Regions from separate parts of the Mus musculus genome. Here region 1 is linked to region 2. The links are chromatin contacts, called in public HiChIP or PLAC-seq maps. All regions are on one chromosome and are shown on one strand. Each heading gives the region's core, a stretch centred on a gene start, on an enhancer-like site or on the middle of the called end of the contact. The rest is flanking DNA. Distances are from core to core; before and after follow the strand shown.

What was found. HiChIP or PLAC-seq counts read pairs in DNA pulled down with a chosen protein or histone mark.
Region 1: an H3K4me3 HiChIP or PLAC-seq map of embryonic basal ganglia shows a contact between it and region 2, with 5 times the contacts expected there. The contact joins two enhancer-like sites. A contact is called at or near these places in 8 of 39 promoter capture datasets (embryonic stem cells, frontonasal cranial neural crest, hippocampal neurons and 4 more), 11 of 115 datasets of contacts at active chromatin or transcription factors (astrocytes, bone marrow-derived macrophages, embryonic basal ganglia and 6 more) and 1 of 9 other capture datasets (embryonic stem cells).

The regions. Positions count from the first base shown.
Region 1 is chr5:20,701,023-20,703,947 of GRCm38.p6, reverse strand. Magi2 (membrane associated guanylate kinase, WW and PDZ domain containing 2) reads right to left here. Exons shown (of 23, transcript NM_001170746.1): 23 at 1-1,878. The coding sequence ends at 1,822. Among named protein-coding and RNA genes, the nearest start is that of Gm52763, 21 kb to the right of the region's middle. Within about 2 kb of position 1,572, at least 415 of the 459 cell types and tissues checked have an H3K27ac peak or open chromatin away from gene starts, as enhancers often do. A contact at or near this core is called in embryonic basal ganglia and hippocampal neurons, where this site is marked.
Region 2 is chr5:20,152,247-20,155,210 of GRCm38.p6, reverse strand. All of the region lies in intron 3 of Magi2 (membrane associated guanylate kinase, WW and PDZ domain containing 2), which reads right to left. Among named protein-coding and RNA genes, the nearest start is that of Gm25761, 39 kb to the right of the region's middle. Within about 2 kb of position 1,685, at least 11 of the 459 cell types and tissues checked have an H3K27ac peak or open chromatin away from gene starts, as enhancers often do. A contact at or near this core is called in embryonic basal ganglia and hippocampal neurons, where this site is marked.

The DNA.
Region 1 (2,925 bases), core at 323-2,822, 550 kb before region 2:
TTGTCTTTAAATATGTGCAGCTACAATAAATACCAATGGATAGCTGACTAATGTTAACGTTTGACAGTTTTTACTGCAGGGACAATCGCTGACCTGCGATGGTAACCCGGGGACATAAAGGTGCATCTATAGATTGTTAGTGTAACAAAAAGCATTAGCAAATTGGAGGCGAAAAGCTACAGGTGGAAACAAAAAGGAGATCAAATAAGGAAAGCAGAAAGGAATGCCAAAGGACTTATGTTCTTTAATGAAAATAAATTAGTTATCATAATGCTTTCAATATTAGAGATTCTAATTTGAGAAATATAGGACAAATACTTTGTCAAAGTGCAAATGAAGAGCTTTAAAATAAGACAATCAAATAGGTAAAATAGAAGATTGCTAACAGAGCAGCTACGTATCTCTGAGTGCCTGGGATGACAGGAAGCCTTTTCAGGAAGGAACTGCAGCGTTGTCAATCTCGATTAAACAGATTATGGTCTTTTGATTATCAAACTCATTATTTTAGAGGCAACCAATTAGGATCTACGAGCTAACCTGCAAAATTCTGACTTACGGCAAACTGCTCCCTAGGATACAATTTTTAAAACCTTTTTTCCCTACTACTGAAAATGTACAGAAATGTGACTTGACCACAGAAATGGCAGTAAAAAAGGCATCACACCAATGAATTCACTAGGTTTCTAACTCATCCTGCAGTAGGCAGGGGACGCTGCTGCTAATACCGTTGGTGGATGCTGAAGGGGGAGCCATGGAAACGTAGCATGGGAGAACAGTTCTGGATGTTTCAAAGAAACCCTTTATCCCCTGTCTAGATATGTCAAGAACGATTTATTTACAACACTTTAGATCAATTAAAAGATATAATCTTGTCTCAGTTTCCGCTTGCTCCGTGCAGTTTGATTTTTTTTTAAGGCGATATTCCAGTTTGTGATTGCTCTGAACTTGTCCAGTTTCTTGATATAAAGTTTGGATGACATCCAAATCCTTCATGCAGTGGGGGGAACTTTTTTCTTTTTCTCTTTTTGAATCTAAAGCTACACTGCACTGTCTCTCTGTGATGTTTGCGTGATTTTGGTTCTTCCGTAGCTGCCAAAGCTCCCACCATGGAACCGGGGGCTTTAGGATCAGTTTAGGTCTGCCTGCGCGCACACCGTGCCGTGCCGCCTACGCGCGTCGCACGCCGGCGCTCCCGGGCTTCGGCGCCTCGTATAGATCTATGCGTGTGACAGTGGAAATAAATTAAAACGCCGTGAGACGGAACCCAGGAAGATCGGCCTGCGTGGAGGCGGGCGGGGGCCCCTCGCCTTGGGGCTCATCTGCCCGCGGCCGAGGCGCCAGGCTGCAGGGCGCCCGGCAGCTTGTCGGAGCCCGGCACCTTCCAGGGCCCCGGCGCCATCGTCGCCTTGCGCGCTGGGCCGCCCCCCGTGGGCCGCGCTGCGGGTCGGGCCCCCGAGCGCACACCCACCTTGGCCTCGGCCTCCCGCGCGCCCGCGGCCCCGAGGCCCTCACGCCGGCCGCGCAGCGCCTCCTTCCCGTCGGCCGCCTCCGAGGCGGGCCTGCCGGCCTCGGGCCGCCCCTGGCCGCCGGGCACCTCCTCCAGCCTGGGCCGCGCACTGCGCTGCGGGCTCGCCGAGCGCTCCCTCTGCTCCCCCAGGCGCTGCTTCTTCTGGCCGCCGGCCGAAAGCTCCTTTGGTTTCCTAACGTCGTGTTCCCTTTGGATATCCCAAGTTGGGTCTGGGCCTATCTGGTGGGAAGGGTCGGAGGGTGGGGCTGGATGTGATGGAGAGAATGGAGAGAGGATGTCTTCGAGGGAGACGCCTACTTCCGGCAGGCCTGGGGCGGCGGCAGCGGCAGCACTCCAGGCGTGGGGTTCGTCTGTGGACAGGAAGCACAGGCGTTAGGGCGCGCCGCGTCCCCGCGCTCCAGCTAACTCCCCCACCCCCATGCCGGGGACCCGGGCTGGCAGCCAGGCGGCTGCTCTCAAGGGCCCCGCCACATCCCTCAACTGCCCAGAGGGCAGCCAGCCGCACCCCGGGGTTCCGTCCCCCACCCGTCCCGGGCAGCCATCGCTCAAGAGTTCAAGGCACAGCTCGGGCCTAATCCCTTTGCCTCAGTCTGCTCTTAATTTCTGGGGTCACGCCTAGCATGGCCACTGACTTGGCAATAAATCACCGGTTCTCAGACCTCACTGTGGAAATACAAGTTGCCCAGCGACCCAGCCCAGCAGGTCCCAGCAGTATAGAGACCAGGTGCTCCTCTGTTTTTAGCAGGCCTTCTGCGATTCTTGGGATGGATCTGAGTCCTCCTCAAAGGAGTTGGGTGTGTGATTTTCTCAGCCGTTAGGTGTCGCTCAAAGCATAGTTCTCAGCAATTGCCTAATAACCTTGGGATTTGGATTGATTCATCTGAAAACTATCATTGCTTTCTTGCCCGAAAAGAAAATCATTGTCTTTGATTTTTTTTTTTTTTTTTTTTTGTAGTTTTAACATGGATGGCTCCTAGACTAAGATAAACGGGACTGATTCTAGAAAGCCTAGCTTTAAGGCCATTGAGGATTTACTCTGTTGCCTTCCAAGCAACTATGTTGACTTTCCAAAAAAGTATATATAACATAAAACAAAACACTGGCCGGAAACCAAGTAGGGGGCAGATGTGTTGGATTCAGTGAGTTAGTTATGACCACCAGCAATAACATTTCCCTGGAATTTTCTTACCCCAAGGCAAAATCAAGCAGGGAAATTCAATACAGGAACCCTTGATATTTGTGAGGAAAATGTCTCATGACCTTTGAAAAGATCTTAAGTTTTATAATTCTCAGAATGTTATTTTCTCTAAGGAATTAGTATATGAGTGGGACACAAAGAAGCCACATTTATATTGAGTTCTGGGTGGCTGTTGATTCTTTTCCACTAGTAGGTGGTA
Region 2 (2,964 bases), core at 436-2,935:
CCACAGTTGCAATGGAATGTATAAGATGCAATGGAATAGATAAGAACTTCACTTAGCTCATGCTTTCCCATGACTCCACTGAACCACAGTGAAGAAGATTTCAAGTAAAGATTTTGTGAACCTTGATGGCAATGTACTTGTTATATGATACTGTGTCTCCTTTATTCACACTCATAAAGACAACTGTTCATGCTCAGCATAACCCAAGCTGCCATCTTTTTCACAGGCACTTTGAACAGTGCAACTAACCAAGTCTCTTAATGTTAACGTCCCACAGAGAAAGTAAAGACTCTATCTACAGAAATATATAGACTGTGTCTTGTCTTTTATTCTATGGATTTTCTAAGCAATCATATCAATTACTTTCTTCTTGCTGTGTTAACATACACCTGACAAGAAGCACTGTGTGTGTGTGTGTGTGTGTGTGTGTGTGTGTGTGTGTGTGAGTCTATTTTAGCTTGCAGTTTGGGAGGGTGTGGTCCATGTGCTGTGGTGTGGTGGTAGCAGTATCCAGAAGCAGCTGGTAGCATTGTATAGGTGGCAGGAAGCAGAGAGTGATGAATTCTGATGTTCAGCTACATCTCTGCTTTGTGTAGTCTGGAACCCCAGACAGGGAATGGTGCTCCTCAAAGTTAGGATAGATCTGTCCACTGCAACTAACTAAATTTAGAACATCTCTAACAGATGTCCACAGTCTCTGTGGTGAGGCTAGATCCATTTAAATTGACAATGAATATTAAAAATCATCTGGATCATTTTCCTTAACATCTAGTTTCCATAGTGACAGGGGCATAGTCTGACTCTAGAAATCTATAGACTACATGATGCAATTATACAGGATTTTCACCATTCATTAATAGATCTTTCGTTATTATTCCTTTAGTTTTAAAATTGGTCCATTTTTCCATTATATGGAGTTCTGTAAACTATACAAGTTCAGTTCAGACTAAAGGAGGAGAATTAATAAATATTTGCTGTGAATAAATTTAGTAAAGTTGTAAATGTTCAGATACCCATCAAAAATGGGAAGCCTACCTCCCTTGACTTCATACAGGAATTTCAATTGATTCTGTATTCACTTCTAAATATGTGTAGTAATATTATTTATTCTACTATTAAATTTTTATCTCAACCACTTGGTACCTGTAGGATTTGAAGCAACATAATTAACTTCTCTGAGCTTGGACTCATGTAAGGGTTAAAAAGAAATTGCCTGAATTGTGGAAATGTTGAGCTACTAACAAACATATGGATGTTGGTTCAGCACCCAGGACAGTGCCTAGAATGCATCTGTGACTTAGTGCTCAGTAGCTGTATTACAATTTGTATAGCGTGCTTTTTCATGCAGCCAGAAGAGTGTATTCCAGACAGTCTCTTATTTCTTTGGTGTAGCATTTAAAGGGTGGTGGAATGCTGAAAACATCGTTTTATCCTGCACTAATGCATATGAAGTTTACCTTATTTGGGGGTATTTCCTTTTAATTTTCTTATTCAGTGGTCTTGTTACATAAGCTTGTGAGCTTTGAGACCTTCCAAGTTTCTTCCAAAAGATCTGCTGTCAAGCCAGCTGTCTTGCTTGTGCCTCCTTTTGTGAGATCTGCTTGCTTGACTTACTTAGTTAAAGCATTCCCCTTGACGTCTACTTTGCATCTGATTCATATTCCCAGCATGGCTGAGCTGAGAGGCACATGCTTAAAAACTCCTCCTGCTGCATGTCAACTTTGAGAGCAGGCATTTCTGAGGAGACTCTCCTGAAGAACCTTCCAGGCTTTGATAGGGCCCAAGAGCAACTTGCCATGCAGCTGCTGGGCTTGCAGTGAATGACATGCAAATGTACAATGTAGCATGAGGGCACACACAGGGAGCTTTTACGGGTCCCCTCTGCCCAGGAGATAAAGGCCCAATTTGCCTTGAACCATTTTATTGGGCAAATTCTGTTTAAAAAATATAAAAGTTATAAAGAAAGCTAACCATAGGTTCTCATGTAGACATTTACTTTCCTTTTCACTCAGAAGTACTTTGGTGAAAACATTTAGCCTCCATGGAGGTGAAAAGCAATCTTATGAAACTGTACAGGTTAAAGTGAGACACTGCAGTAGTGTGGGCAACAAAAGGCTATCTGTAGCTGCCAAGTTTTAATTACTTATTTCAAGAACTGTAGACCTATGATTAATCCTACCTAAAACAGGCATGCAGTGGTTACTTGTGTTTTGAACACTGGGAAGGTGGGGGTATGTCTGTTCAGCCAACTAGGGTGTCCTGGGCAAAAGCGGAACATGAATCCAAAATCTATTGAAAGCAAGTTCAGTGCTGGGCATTGCAAATGCTAGCAACAAATGTAAAGATGAGAAAGAGGTTGAGTGTTAGGGTCACAGGTCCAAAACCAAGAGAATTGGAGCACAGGGACAGATTGGCCACACTGGGCCAGTGCACAATGTGTGATTGCTGTAAATGACAGTAGGTCTGTTTTTTACTTTTACAGAAGGAAGGAGCAGGAAGAAACAGTCTTAAAAAATGTTAAGAGATGGGAGGAAAATGCAGAAGTTATAATAATATTAAAGTACAACAAACATCCTGTGAGTGCCTGAACTCAGGTTTTATATGGAAGCAAAGTATTATCTGTACCCATTGGTCAGTGACCAGTCTGTCACTTATGATGTACTCTGACAACATTAGCATGGTCACAGCTCCATTTTAGGAATCACAATATAGCTAATCATTCACGCGTTTAAATAACTATTTGCTACACCTGAATGTTATTCACTGATGGAAGAAATATGTTTATAGTTAGATATGCACAATGTGAGAGGTTGGAAATGCAGCTGACGTCACTGCCCAAGGTGCTGAGTATCAACAGGAAAATGCTAAGGTAAGCTCAATGTCCTTCAAATAAAAAACGAAACAAAACAATTTGAGGGCTTCTGTGGTTAAAGTGTTACTGGCAGAAAGCAACCCTGCTTCTGT